Regions from separate parts of the Zea mays genome. Here region 2 is linked to region 1. Evidence: chromatin contacts called from public Hi-C data. All regions are on one chromosome and are shown on one strand. The core of a region is the stretch at or near the end of the contact, and the rest is flanking DNA. Distances in the headings are between cores, read along the strand shown. Region 1 holds the start of LOC109942745 (a long non-coding RNA gene). Region 2 holds the start of LOC100274583 (DUF1677 family protein).

Region 1 (7,842 bases), core at 1,805-4,304:
GCTGAAGGCTAGACCTTCTGAGATAGTAAATGCAGACCAACTATTCGTTGGTAACCAACCTAGTGTTGGTAGACACCTAGAGGATATGGATTATCCTGTGAATGGAAGACATTCACAACCTAGCTCAGTGCGCACTGATGAGGCTAGGTTATCGGAAGCCCTTGATTCTCGTTTTGGGATTTCACGACGAATCATAAGGGTACATAAGAAAATGACTTCATGCCAACTGGAGAATTGTGTTATTTAAAAGCTACAAGTGTCGACACATACATCTCAGCAATTGTATATGCGCTCTAAGTGATCCAAAAGACTATGGCCATAGCAGAGCACGAGTATGCTCAAAATGGATCTTGTTGAGTGATACAATGTTGCAGAGATAGCCTTGCTCACCGAAAAGAAGTGTTAACTTATTTTCACTTCAAGGTATCTTACTGTGGATACAAGTTTGTTTTCATGGACTTGGAAACAATGAGGTGGTGAGAAAGCATGGCTAGTAGCAACTGGGTTTATACGCAAACCCAAGCATTATTTTAATGATATAAATTCTCCTCTACTGTGAGTAGTTAAATTCCGATACAATAATATGGGCAGTAAATCATCTATCTGTGCAGTTGATAGATGTAGTGACAACATGTGCATATGTGGTCACTGAATTATGGTATTTATGGAGTCTTGAAGGATTCCAAATACATAATAACCAATCACAAATTTGCAATGCTTAGAAAGTCTTTGTGACTTAGAGCATTCAGATCAAATATGGTACATTCGACCTAGTGAATCCTTCCTTCCGAAGGGATACACAAAGAATGGTATGTTTAGCGTAAATATGTGCAACATATTTCTAAACATACATTACTTATCGACGGAGTTCGAGATAGAGGATATGAATTGAAAGAGAATTTCAATTCAAAGTAAACTATCTTGAGTATCTTGGATACAAAAATTGTCTATATCCAACGTATATTGAAGAAATTCAATATAATGGAATCATAGTCATTTGATTCTTTCAGATCATGAGATGTGCTATTGTATCTTGCAAGAGCATCCGGCCGGATATTGCTTTGCAATGATTTGCTAGCTAACAGGACATGAGATCGAGTTATGATCTCCAGGTGTACTCATGCTCTCCTTATGTTTGGATATATTGATCTTGGATATCTATAGAAGATCCCCAGGTACAAGATCAATGACATACTTCTGGTAAGTTGGACCTACTGTTTGATAAATGTTAATCAACAGAGATTAATGGTCACTTACACTAATCATTCTATAGTACACTTCATGGGATTGTACAGAATGATATACTACATACAGAGGGTATGTGGTGGTCATGATTTTATATCAGTGACCTTATTATCTATGAAGATAATATTACTTTGTGTTGTTTAGATGAAAAACAAGTTACCAACTAAGTCTCTAACTTACTCCACATTTTAAATGTGTTTGTGAGTATGTATGGGATGACTTAGTGTTTTGTAAAGATCAGGGGGAGTTTCCCTCTTGATTGAAAGAACTTGTTTATACATCATGTTGCACTCTTTTCTTTGCATGAGTTTTCACCTATTTGGGTTTCTCATTCAAAGTTTTTAACGAGGCAACATCAACACAAGGCCTATGTCGTATCATCTATTTTTCCCGTAGAGGTTTTCGAGGATGATACATTATGGTATAGTTATTGTTGTATTTGAACTAGGATATGAGTTTATCTCCCTAGAGTTCAAATGGACCAACAATAGAGTATGACTACTCTCCTTATTTTTCCCACTGGGTTTTTAAGGAGACTCAGCTGATATGTTGATTTCTCAGATTTTCTGGCAAGATTATCTTGGAGAAATATTAGCCTGAGTTATATGTCTCATCATTTATTTTCCCCACTGGGGTTTTTGAGATGATGGCTATAGACATATTATTGTTCTTTGGGCTAGAGGTCCATTGGAGAACAACGTACCATGATTCGATTGAATCACTGACCATTATCCATAAGGATAATTGAGCTTGTGTTGTTCAGATGGAAACAGGAAAATGAAAATATTAACATCTTGCAAACAAAGTCTTGTGATAATCTTGCTGATCTATTCACAAAATCTCTACCATACTCAACGTTTCAGAAATGTGTTGAGGTGATTGGTATGAGAAGACTTAAGTGCTTGCAAGAATCAGGGGGAGTAATTCTCCATGATATTTGACCTGTTTTGATCCATCATATTACACTCTTTTCTTTGTATGAGTTTTGCCTTGTTAAGGTTTTCTCATCCAAAGTTTTTAATGAGGTAATATCAACTAAGCTATATGCTTCATCATTAATTTTCCCCACGGGGGTTTTTAAGAATGATGATTACAGGCATATTTTCTTTTGGAGGTCAGTGTGAGTTCTACTCATAATCCAAAAGACATTGTGTACTCCTTATTTTTTCCCACAGGGTTTTTGAGGAGATAATATATTGGAAGACAACTTACAGATGATCAAATGGATTTGGATTGATCAAGGGGGAGTGTTACAAATTATTGTATTTGTGATCAATCCAAGGGGTGCGACAGATAATTCCCAAGGGACACACCCCTTGTGAACTCACCCCTTCATATGTATATAAACATAACCCCTGCTGCAATAAAGAAAGAACTGTCAATTCCTTTCTACTCTCTGTGTCTCGTTTACACTTATTCCAACAGCATGCATGTCATGTGCAACAAGGCACGGCTTTCCATACCGCCACGCCGCTCTTTTTGTTTTTACATGGGCAAACAAAGGAGACGGTCTCAGGCCAAGCCACGCTCGTTTGTATCCTTTCACTCCATCTGCACTGCCGTGTAGCTACTGCATGCATGTATGTAGCTCAGCAGACCGAAGACAAAAAGAAGACACCGACCGAGTTTATATCTCATCTCTGTAACTGATTACTAGTACGACGAGCGAGCAAGCGACGAAACACAGGGCGACCACTCTACCAGTAGATGAGCTCAATGAGTGCTCCAGCGCGCCCGCGTACCCTCGACACGACAGGAAGCTGTAGCGTCGTGTCCGAAAACGCGCGTATTACTCGGCTCGTCCTCTGGCTGCCCGGTGCGCGCGGCAGCATCCAGTCCAGGGACCCTCTCCTTGTCCGGACCGATCGGCCAGTGTGTGCCGAGGCAAAGCGGAAAAGCGAAGGCGGCAACGGCACCGGCAGCGTCTGCTGGGACGTCACGTTGCTGTGCCTGCCGCGGGAGGCGTTGCCGCAGGCCGAAGGGATAGCTACACCCCACACACGCGCGCACACATATCTCGGCCAGGCCAGCCATCGCGGCAGGCTTTCGCTTTTGGCGCGGTCGGCCAGCGCCGCGGCAGCCGCATCAGAGGCGCAGCTGGAGCCTGTGAGATCTATCGCTGCTCCTGTTGCCCGCCTGCTGCTTGCGTTTGATCGGACGAGGCACACAACGCCCCCATCTGCCTGGCAGCTGATCCGTTGCACGGGTGGCGAATAATCTGTTCTCTTTCGCGCCTGGCCTGTCTTGTGACGCACGCACGCACGCACGCCTTGGCCGCGCGACCGAAAGCGGGTGCGCGTGTGCCGTGCACCGCTGGCCGCGGGGATTAACAACTAGGACTAGTGGTAAAGAGGTTGGAAAGGGGTGGGATTTGGAAGGGTCGCGCGCGGTGGCAGCATGGGGTGTGCAGTGCTAGAGGAAAGATGGCGTGGCCTTGGAGACGTTATTACGGAAGGATGTGTTTGATTCTAGGAATCACTCTATATAACATTAGTTAGTGTATTATGAGTCCATTTCTTAAATTTGTTGGGACGAGCATATTTCTTATGTTAGTATTAACTAACTAATTATGAGAAATAATGTGGTGATGGATTAATTTATTTTAATTCACAAATCAAACAAAAAAGTGAGAAGTTGATGCACTAACTTATTCTTCAAACCATACACCCTCCCTGTCTGCGCCAGATTGATCCCTCCAGGCCAGGCCTCTCTTTGGCGAGCTCTAGGGTGGTCCATGTCCATGGAGGGTGGTTGCCCTCGTTCTGGGTTGCTTCTCTCGTCGACTGCTTGATTGGTTTTTGTTTTCTGCTATGCCTATGATTAGGCTTATTAGGCCAGGTCCGTATAGCAGGGTGGTTGCGGTTACCATGGCTGCTGCTCTCAGTTGGTTAACGTAGCATTATATCGGGGTCATGTCGCCGATCACTGCCCACTCTCTCTCTACTTTTCTCCTACAGCTACAGTACGACTGACGAAGGCGACATGCATGGACCGTTGTTTTCTTGCCGCCGTTACGCGCGTGCGCTTTCAGGAGCCGGCTCATCACTTGTCTCGTCGAAAGAGAACCTGGCCGGTCTGTTTGGACGGGGTTGGCTGGCACTGACATCGAAGACCCAACTCAGCCCCTCCACTCGCATCCCGTGTCCATCGGCCGGAGATCAAACTCCACACGGCGCTCTGCTTCCATTCCATGATCGTCGAACGGACACGAACGTGCGATGGAACCGAGAGCGAAAAAAAGACGGCCACCATTATTATACTGCCGCGGAAAGGCCGCGAGGGAAGAGGGATGGATCGGCCGTCTCTCATCTCATCTCTCCAGCCAGAAAAGCGCGCATTATGTTTGCTGCGACGAGATCATCGCCGGCCTGAATATCGACCCAGGTCTTGTCTCCCGATACGATCAGAGATTCCTTCCTTCCACAGCCACAGGCATCAGCAGCCGTGCGTACGTGCAGGCGCTAGCTAGTGGTTGACGGCAACGGATCATGCATGATCGATCTCCCCAAGTTTTCTTCGGTGCGTGGGGCGCGGGCGCGGGCGCGCGACCGGGTCGTTGCGCGCTGGTGGATATCCGTCGGCCAGCTGATTGCGACTGGATCGTTTCCTGGCCGGCCTAGTAGTGGACACTAAACCCGGCTCCGCTTTTTTCTTGCTCATTAGGGTCCGGTGGATGGATCGACGACGCAGTGCTAGTGCTACATAGAGATGGCAATGGGTACCCGCGACCCGATACCCGATGGGTATTTACTCCATTAGAGGCTAAATATTCTACCCGTGGGTCTGTTATTGGGCAAAAATCTTCACCCAATGGGTAAACGGGTATTAGAACGTTCCGCCTTCACCCATACCCGTTAACCCGTGGGTATAAAATACCCAATATAAACTTATCTAAAGCATTAACTTGGACTTCAGTCATCCAACTTTTTTACTATTTAACAACAATTTAATGACCATGTAATGTGCTATGTAGTACTATCACAGTGTTACTACTTTATCCAATTATCTTTGGTGTGTTGAATGGATGGTTAAACGATGCTAGAAAATTTTGTAATGGTATTTATATGGATATACTTGCCATTTGTATAGTATAATATTTTGATAGTTGTTTAATTTTTGTGGGTACGGGTGACCCGATGGGTAACCCATACCCACATGGGTATGAGTATGGGGGTAAATCCATACCCGCCAGCGTATATGGGTAACCCGGTAGGGTTATTTTTGTGTCATGGGTATGAGTATGGGGTAGTAATACCCGGTGGGTATTTACCCATTGCCATCTCTAGTGCTACAGGATACATCTGTTCATCTTCTTTCCCCCCCTACGATTCGATGGATTACTGCTCGGGGTATATATAGACAGATAGACGGTCTAGCTACTATACGCGTGTGCAGCAGCTACCTGAAAACTCGATCAGCCAGCATCACGACTGTTCCCAGAAAGAAACCAAACCAGAGTGCACACAAACATTCTACCTTGGGTTTCTATCAGTACGTAGCCAAACCAAGTCAGTACAGTGGATTTCCCATGAACATGAACATGATGGACCAGCGCACAGCATCCCCCGCGGAATAATTCACCCTACATGCATTCCCGCGTGCTTTTTGTCCGCAAAGGTTGTCGATCCACAAAGCTTCGTCGTGGTCTAGACACGAATCCCCCCCCCCCCCGCTCTGCTCTGCTCTGCTGGCGCGCTCTAATCCGGTCGGGATGAAGCTGTGTGTCAGCAGCAGCAGCAGTACGTATGTAGTAGAATGAAGCCACGGCAGGGAAAAAGCCGTTCTGCTCGGATTAATCTATTTGCACCACCAAATGGTCCCTGCTGGAACAAACACGATAGGTCATCGACCAGACAAGACAGTATACAGTTAGCTGTAAAATGTGACCGCGTGTACGAGCTTTTGGTGAACAGGCAACGTGAAATGGAGAATATACTGTTACGACCGTGCCACCCACATGCAATGCATGGCTCCTCCTCCGTGGTTAACGGGTTTGCGTTGCATGCATGTGACCCCTCTGTTGTGTAAATCTCGCAAGAGAGAGTAGAAAAACGCACGGCTTGTACTAGGAGGTAGAGGGGATAGTGAGGTCACACAGATCACCGCCACATTTGGGCATCGTTCGTTCCTGTCGTCGGATTCTAAATCAAGATTGTTTTTCCTGTAACTACAGCAGAGCTGCATCACTCGACATCGTCGACAGATGCTGTCTTCAGGAGCGACCACAAAACATATTGTGCTACTAGAAAGAAAAAAAACTGAACCATGGTCAGGTGCTCAGGTGGGTGGGGGAGGCAGCATGGAAAATTCGCAGCTGATCCACGCACAGTTTTCAGACACAGACAGGGTCGATCCTATCCGACCGCCTCTAATTTTGGCGAAACCATGCAGCGTTTTGTCGTCGTCCGTCCCTCTCTCAGTCTCAGGAAGCACGAGCAGGGCTGGCTTCGTCCCAACTCCCAACGGCAGTCGGCTGCGGATACTGATTCCTTCCACCCATGGTGGGTCACCACCGCCCCGGCCGGCCACACGGTTCGGTTTCGAGATCAGAGAAAGCGAAAAGACTGGCAGGCCATGAGCGAGGCATGCATTGCACAGCCTAAAGAAAGAGCGGGGCGTGCACGCCGGAGGCAGCGGCGGAGGCGACAGAAATGGGAACGGAGAGCAGCAGGTACAGCCAGCGGTGGAGCGGATGGTGTGGCCGCTGTGGATCGGGTAGGGTAGGGTAGGACGCTTAGGAGCAGGACCACCGGCGCCGAGGGCAGCGATCCCGAGACGAGGAGAAGCAGGCGAACTCGCATGGCGGGCGCACACACGAGCGAGACTGCGAGAGAGCTCGGTCGGCCATCGATCCATCGTCTGAAATGGATCGAAAAAGGGGGGCCGGGCGGGCACGCCAGTCGTTACCAGCGCCTCTTTTGCTTCTTTCGGTCGATGCATGCCCCCGCCTCCGCCTCGGCGTCCGGTGAGATCCTTGCTTTCTTCCTCGCCGCCCTTTTCCTCTTTTTTTTTTCTGCTTTCCGCCCTTCCCGACAGACTATCCTGTGTGTGCCATGTTCTGACGAGGTTCACAAGTCCATCTGCCTCCGGAACAGCACGAGGAGAGACGCTGCTGCCTGCTGCTGGTCGGCCCGCTTACTCGCTTCTTCTCTCATCTAGCACGCTTGATCTGCTGATCATACACCAGCTTGCCATGAACTCGGAGCAAACCTAGCTTCTTTGGAGTTCCGTTCAGACGCGTTCAGCTCAACGCGACCTGAATTTTCGCATTCAGAGTCTCAGACGGATGCGTATCCGATACATGCAGCATTCAGGTAGCCCTGTTTAGGCGAGGCGAGCGAGACACGCTCGTCTTTACAGGTCCCTGCCAATGATCGCCGCACGCCGGCGTGCTGCTAAGCGCCGACGCTGGCGCGTCGTGCTTGTGGCTGTCATGTGCCCAAAGGAGGACAGGATCGTACTATGCAAGACCGAGGAAGCGAAAAAAAGGAAAACCGATCGGCTGAACGGGGAAGCAGCAGATCCGAGGAACCAGAGCAGGAACAGCATCATTGCCATCAAAATGCGTGTGATCGACGTTGGATTTCGCACGGTAGC
Region 2 (7,842 bases), core at 3,183-5,682, 670 kb after region 1:
TGTTAGGAGATCCCTAGGAGCTTTGGCTTGTTGCTTCTATGTACTTTTTTTTGAAAGTTTGGCTATAACCATACCATGATCTCTATGGTTTTACCCCTGTCCAAATGTGATTGTTTTGGTTCTTGGTTTGATTTCTCTCTTCTCGAGCTCTTTTGGCGATTCTTTGAGCCAAATCTTAAATTTGAGTTTGAGGGATTTTTGGCTGGTTCGAGACTTGCAATACCTTCCAAGAATCATAGCCACCAATAGATATGGGTTGATTCATCTCCATCTTATTTCTTATTACTTAGGGCAACACAACTCCACTGATGCTGCTATTGTTTGTGGTGTGGCTTTAGGTTGTCAGGCAATGGGGGTCTTTGTGAGCGGTTTCTTTGACGTGATTGTTGTGTGGTCATATTTTATAGCAAAAAGTCCAAATTACTCCTCTCACCTATGGACAATGTTCAAATAACCCCCTAAAGTATTTTTAGTTCATTTTACCCATCCACTCCTTTGAGTTGGTTCACTTTATCCCTTAACAAAATTTGTCATTTTTATTTCTTTATGTAGAAATTGAGTTTTCAGTTCAAATTTTTGTTAGTTAACAGACAATAGCATAATTAACCTAGAAAATATATTATGATTTTTTATAATTGTTTTGATAGGTTAGAGATTAGATAAGATACTAACTTTAACAATACCAAACTAAATATGAAATAATGATAAAAAAAATTCTTAACATATTTTCTAACATAAGTTAAGATGTTCTCGATCAACTCAGAAAATATGAACTTCAATTCCAACTTAAACATGAAGAAACAGAAAAGACAAATTTTGTTAAGGGGTAAACTAAACCAACTCAAAGGAATGGAGGGGTAAAATGAACCAAAAAATACTTTAAGAGATTATGTGAATATTTGTTCATATGTGAGGGGAGTAATTTGAACTTTTTCCTATTTTCTATGCGTAGTCGTAGTTATGTGTTCTTTTTCTGTATTTAACCCTATGTATTAATATGGAGACTGGTCCCTTAGAAACAGCAGAAAGCTGGTAAAGTTGTAAAGATCTAAAGCTACTATACATCATGTCCTGATCAAGGTTATTATGTTGCAGGTGACCTTATAAATTATGAGTTATTGTGCCCAAGGAGAGATAGATTGTTTACTTAGGGTATGTTTGGTTTGAGGAATGAAGTGGTTCATCTTCTTCTCACTTCTCACTTTTTTATTTGGTTTGTGGAATAAAATGAGTTGATTTATCGCTACCTCATTTCTCATAAACTAATAATTAGTATGTATACGAGGAATGAGTTGATTTCACCAAAATTTATAGAATAAACTCATGATACATTATCTCATGAAGTACAAGGTAACTCCACAAATCAAATACACCATTAATGAATGCCCTGATTAGCTTAAATTTATAAGGTAACTTGGCAAGTTGCCACAACATGATATTTCAGCGCAGCTCCAGTTATATATGCACATCAATGGTTGCTTTTTCTTATTTTGAGGAAAACAACACTTGTGAACAATATAATGATCACGGGCTTTATTTTTGGTTTGTGCAATTTAGAAACATAGCACATCTGGAACACCCTTAGTACATTCAGATTAATGGCTTATTGCCATAACACAGTTTGTGTTCCTTACATCAATCAACCAGTAAATGACATAGTAAGCTACCAACCGTTGCTTTCTCCACGCCAGGAAAAGAACACTTGTGCACAATGATCACTGGCTTCTTTTTTTATAATTATGACCAACCATGGCATACTTTGGAACATTCCAGGCTCCCTGCAAAAAAAATCAGATTAATGGCTTGATTGCTAGTATACAACGACACCTTTTGCGAAAAAAAATGTACTACATCACAATACTGCTACTGTGTATATACCCATGACCAAGGCAGCACTAAAATCCTAAACAAACAGCTCACGTCATCATAAGAAAGATGTCCAGTGCGATCGGCGCATTAGCTCACACTTTGATGCATATACTAATTAATCTAGATATCAAAACCTGACAAATGAGCCGCCAGATCACCATAATATGTTCCTTTGTTTTTTTCCTGGAAATTAGATGCAGGTCATCATGAGAGGCGAATATGCCAGGAACACTATACGCAGGAAAGATCTATGGATGGTAGCATCGAAAGGTACACATATACTGGTTCTAATCCAGTGGTCCAGATTCCTGATGGAACGAGCCTATAAAAAACAAGAACTCGTACGAAATTTTTGTTTTAAATTCGGGGAAAGACGATGATAATTGGTGGCCACATCATGGTCTCCACGCCATCGGTGCACTGGTCTAGTGCTCCATTGAGAAGCGATCGATGATTACGTCGCGCATGGACGATTCGATCGGCTTCGCCAACGCTATCACCGAGTCTGACCGCCAGCGCTCTGCGCTGAAAGGACAGCAACGGAAGCGCCGAACCATTTCGGCACCAAACAAATTCCGAATCGATTGCTGGCGTTGCATGAAATTCTGAAGGGAACTAATGCGTGCCCACAGCGAGACCTAGGATTAACTCAAAATTTTGTAAATTTCGAAAACACGGCGACAAAATTAGACCATAGGATCCGACAGTTTGTCAATTGCCTGTACGTGACAATGACAGCTGTTTGAATGTTTGTTCGTAGGACGCTGATGGAGTGTTTGAATAAATTAGAGCTAATAATTAATTGGCTAAAAAATTATTAGTAGAATTAGATAGAGCTAACTAGTAGCAACTAATAGCTGAAACATTAGCTAGAGTGTTTAGATGTCTCTAGCTAATTTTATCCACTAACTATTAGATGTAGTGCATTCAAACAAACCTAAATCCACGCTAAAATCACAGGAGGATTCTTCATGTCGGACGCGCGACGGAACAAAAAAATTGCGGAAGAAACCATGGATCCTGATTGGGCTCAACTTGGCGCACGTGAAGATGAGCATCGCATTGACAGCCATGCATGATTGGTACTCGCTCCATTGAGCTCAACAAAATCATCGAAGATTAGCATCTCCTTGAACCAATCAACAACCATAGTTCAACATCAAGAGTGGTTAATCTCCCATTTGTTAGACAGACGTGTTTTGGTGGAACCTTAATAGGAATCAGCAAAGACTTATTTTTAAAAAAAAAACTCTCTGAAAACTAAAGGTACCACTGAAAATTTTCTCGCGTACTCGGAAAAGAGGGTCACTCTTACTGAAAACAACTTAGCTCAAAGAAATTGCAAGCAAGTAGCGAGTGTTGTGTTGCCCCCATCTAGAACCTGTTCTTTGGCTGCCAGTCACTTTGCAATTTTTATTTAGAATTCGGTGTTATTCCTGTTTAGAATCGACCACCCCTAGCATTCTTAAATCATAAATATACAGATTGGATGAATTTCAACTAAGGCCATGTTCCAATCTCGCGAGATAAACTTTAGCAGCTTTTTTTTAGCTACTTTTAGCCATTTGTAATCTAAACAGGAGAGCTAATGGTGGTAATTGAAACTAAACTTTAGCACTTCAATTCATATAGCTAAAGTTTAGCAGAAAGCTAAAGTTTATCCTGTGAGATTGAAACGGGGCCTAAATGACATGAAAGATGGGATTCTCCCATCTTGTAGCTTTTATATATACTTCAAATCTCTCACAACCCTCTTTCTCCAAAATTTCTGATGTTCCACATCTCCTAGGGCGTGTACAAGGGTTGGAGAAATTTCAGCGTTCATGTCCGAATTTAAGCATACAAATATTGAGAACTAATCAAAATGCAAATTACGAAAAGAGGACTAGCAGAGTAGCTAGCTAGCGCCGCCTGCAAGAACAAATCTTCGATCCGTCCCATTCAAATTCAGGCAGGCGGTCAAGAGGCTTCCTGGAACTCCACCACCACCACGGCTTTTTCCTCCTTGCCGCCCGCGTCGGCGCCGCGGAGCAGCCGCCGCACCGCGGCGATGAGCCGCTCGGCCGCGGCCGGCGTCCGGCGCCCGCCGAGCGCGTGGCAGAAGGCGGCGTGCCCCGCGATCGCTGCCTCGAGCTCCAGCACCGAGCCGCCCCCGGCGGCGACCTCCTCGCCCACGGCGTCGCCGCAGAGCCCGCACAGCCAGCGCCCGCCGTACCGCGCGCGCACGCCGGCCGCGTACGCCGGCGTGCACTCCTCCCTGAGCCCGCAGCAGGCGCACACCTCCCACTCCTCCGCCTCGGCCACGGCCACGACGGCCGGCGCCACCTCCTGCTCGGCCGCCACGGACATCGGGGAGAAGTCCAGAGAGAGATTCCGCCGCCGCAGTACGGCTGAAGGCAAGGGAATAAGAACTTCTCTTCCACGAATTATTCGAATCCGTCAAGGCAAGGGCGGCGGCGAGGAGGTGTTACTCGGCGGTGGTGAGGGCATGGGGGAGGGGCGGTGGATGGAGCGGCGGCTCGTCCATGGTGGAGGTCTGGAGGAGGTGGAGAGCAGGGCAGCGGAGCTGCGATTGGTGGAGCTGATCGCTCTGGCCTCTGGGTGTGCGGCTTTTGTATTCGAGGAAACGGGGGGTCAGTGCGGCCAGCAGCGTCGGTAAAAATGGCGGGAGGACGGAGGGGGCTGTGCCGCTGTGGCGTGGTGCCGTGGTGAGGTGGTTTGTGTGGGGCCCGCATCGCAAATGATTGAGGTAGGAATCGCTTCGGCATCCGGGGTTTGATGAAACATCGGCTGCTGAGCTGGCAGCGACAGCTATGCTTATTTTGTTATTAGTTGTTAAATTGATGCAGGTCCCCCAAAATTTGAACTAAACATTGATGTTACTCCCTCGTTCTTATAGCCATTTTTTTAATCTTTGGCAGATACTTCTTTTGTCTCAAATTAAAATTCGTTTTAGTCTTTTATTAAATTCATACAATAATTGATGGATGTGTTTTTGTATATATTTATGTCTAGATTTATCATCAAATATTTAAATATAGACATAAAAACTAAGAGCTAAAACAAATATTAATTTAGAACAGATGGGGTGTATTTTCATTATATATTTAAGTATACCTTATGTATAGTTAAAGAATAATGTATGCATGGAACGTTAAGTTTCGACTATGTTCTAGGCTTAACAGTCATTCTCCGAGAATGCAAAATGATCTACTTGCTTATTTGGAGTTATAGCGATGAAGCCAAATGTGCCACTTTTTCGTAATACTATTAGGCATGTTTGGCACCGCGGTATTATTGTGGTTTTGATAAGATAATGTAATATTTGAGGAAACTAATAGGGTGTTTGGTTTAAGGAATCACTATATCCAAATTGAGGTGGTGCATCATGGGTTCATTCCTCAAATTTGGTGGGATGATCCCATTCCTCATATTAATACTAACTAACTAACTATGGGAAATGAGGTGGTGATGGATCAACTCATTCCATTCCATAAACCAAACAAAAAAATTGAGGAGTGAGAAGATGATGAACTAACACATTCCTCCAACCAAACACCCTATAAGTTATTGAAAGACACGAGGGTTTTGGTTGGATTTTGCATACTGCAGTTTTTAATATTACAATATCCTCAAAATTGTAGTAATTTTAGAGTTTTAGAAACTGGAATCACGACCAAAGTTTTGTCTCAGTCGTTGCCATTGGGGTTGCTCACTTTGTGGACGAATCTGACAGCGACAGAATGTGCAGCAGCCGCTGGCCCTTAGATAGGATTGTAACCAAACAGTCCACAATTTCAAGAAATACTACGGTCAGGGACGAAGCACTCGGTATGGCTCACGCGCATACCTTAGCCTGGTCGAGATCGCCATTCACCTGGACACCTGATCATCTTCTCCGTCGTCATTCACAACCCTCACACGCACAGTCGTTGTCATGTGCAACGCGCATTGCGGAGCTGCCACTTGCTCGCGGGCTATAGGCCATCTCCGCGACTTAGGACTATCTAGCTCCGCCCTCAGTGCCCTTCTCCGCTCTGGCAACTAGTGTGGTGCTCCATGCTCTCCAGCTAGTGTGGTGTGCAACCGTGAGCCATGGTCGTGCCTTCATCACGTCAGTGTCATCGTGCGGCCTGCGGACTGTGATTAATGTGTGGTGTGCCAATGCCCAGGTCCCTTGCCCGCTTCCCTTCTCCAACACCAACAACAATCCAAGGCTCCAAGCGTGAAGAGTCCAGGTCAGCTCTACCTGACCGGACAACCTCCGTTCTCGCCTGTGCGGCCGCCCAGTGCCCTCCTATCCTCCCTGCACCTCACTTCCCCTCTCAAGCAATCATGTGTCTAGGGATACTCTCCACTGCCATACATTGTATTTTCGTTCCGCTCTGCCACTGACTACGGTTTTACATAGGTAAAACTCTATACCTAATGTATAAAACCTTAGTATCAAAATACTTTGTTATCAAACATGACCTTACTAGACAGTGACCATTTACATTTTTTAAAGAAAAAATATCGTGTGTTCTTGTGCCTTGTCACGCTGCTCCAGTACCATGTCATAACAACTTTAACTTGTTGTTTGTTGTGTGTGTGTGTGTTTATCTACATCTTATGGGACACTGAAGATGGGAACACCAGCTGGTGGCGCCATGTCATAGGAATAAGCTAACATTAGATGCCAGCACTCAGCACTGGACCGATATATGCTCCACTGGTACTATGCATGTGGAGGACCCGGGCCTACTTGTCCATGTCACGAGCACTTGCTTTTTATGCTCTTGACTAATTGACTTTCAGGGCTCTCAATAGGGCAAGGTGTAGCATCTGCCACACCTTGGTTTTGTCATGACCCACGACTGTCTCCCATCTCTTTTTTGTTTCTTGCTTCATCATATGTATACATCTTTGGGCGAACTCAACAGTTGCCTGAGATATACATGTGCTCGTTTGTCATTCAGTGGGCCAATTACAGAGAATGAAAAGCTGCTTAAGAGTTAAGACTGAGTATTCAACCATCGTAAGAACCCAAGGTGTTGAAGTGAATTGAGACCACAATACACACAGACGGTGGAGCAAGGTGTGAAGCAAAGCATAAAGACGGTGACGACGGCATGCCACGAGTATGTTACGGCACATGCGGCTGACGACAAAGCAAAAGGCGACATGTGTGCGGTACCGGTACCCAAGAAAAAGCCACCCGATGGTCTTGTATTTTTTAATTTTCTTGTCACAGTTGCTTATCATTCATTTCTTCCATATATTCTGAGTGGGTGTTTGGTTTCTAGGGACTAATTTTTAGTCGCTAGAAACCAAACACCCCCGGATTAGGCTTAGCCGTATTCTTGACCTAGTCGGACACACACCTATCTTATTAACTGAGCTCTTGACCTCGTACCTTAATCGGGGCCATCCAACACAGGCTGGTGAGTCCCTATTATGTAGCCCTATAAAAGAAGATGGGGACAAGCGCGCCAAGTTTAACAAGGTTCGCACCACTGTCTACGACTCCTCACCCGAAACACTGGAGCGATCTAGAGAGAGGTTGTCAGCAATGGGAACTTCACCATTGGTCTTCACTGACACCAATGTCGCTTCCCTAACTATCGTTGTCGTAGCACAGAGCTTTACCGACGAACATAATGGCCACCAGATCTAACGACGATATGATATGTTTTATGTGTTTTTGATCTAGTGGTTGTCTATATAAAATCAGTATTGTTTGGTGAAAATATATTGTCATGGTAAAGACACTAGGTTACCCAAGGTATCACACAATGGATTGCTTAGACAAATAGGTCGAGTTTTAACGTCATAGAGTATGTCTACCATATCATGACATCACAAGTATAATGACACATGAATTTTCATAGAAGTTCCCACTGTAGATTATTACGTTTTAATCCTTAGAGCAAGTATAATGAGGTGATGTAGGTAAGATGTAAGATATGTCACATCAGACTTATAGTGACATGA

Evidence for each region. A called contact is a pair of places that touch in the nucleus more often than the background predicts.
Region 2: a Hi-C map of tassel shows a contact between it and region 1, with 2.9 times the contacts expected there. The contact joins the promoter of LOC100274583 here to the enhancer-like site in region 1. A contact is called at or near these places in 2 of 25 Hi-C or Micro-C datasets (endosperm and tassel).

The regions. Positions count from the first base shown.
Region 1 is chr1:16,188,162-16,196,003 of Zm-B73-REFERENCE-NAM-5.0, forward strand. LOC109942745 (a long non-coding RNA gene) reads left to right here and starts at 6,663. Exons shown (of 2, transcript XR_002265495.1): 1 at 6,663-7,837. Within about 2 kb of position 3,055, at least 19 of the 20 cell types and tissues checked have an H3K27ac peak or open chromatin away from gene starts, as enhancers often do. A contact at or near this core is called in endosperm and tassel, where this site is marked.
Region 2 is chr1:16,852,249-16,860,090 of Zm-B73-REFERENCE-NAM-5.0, forward strand. LOC100274583 (DUF1677 family protein) reads right to left here and starts at 4,433. Exons shown (of 1, transcript NM_001148936.1): 1 at 3,558-4,433. The coding sequence starts at 4,218. The coding sequence ends at 3,829.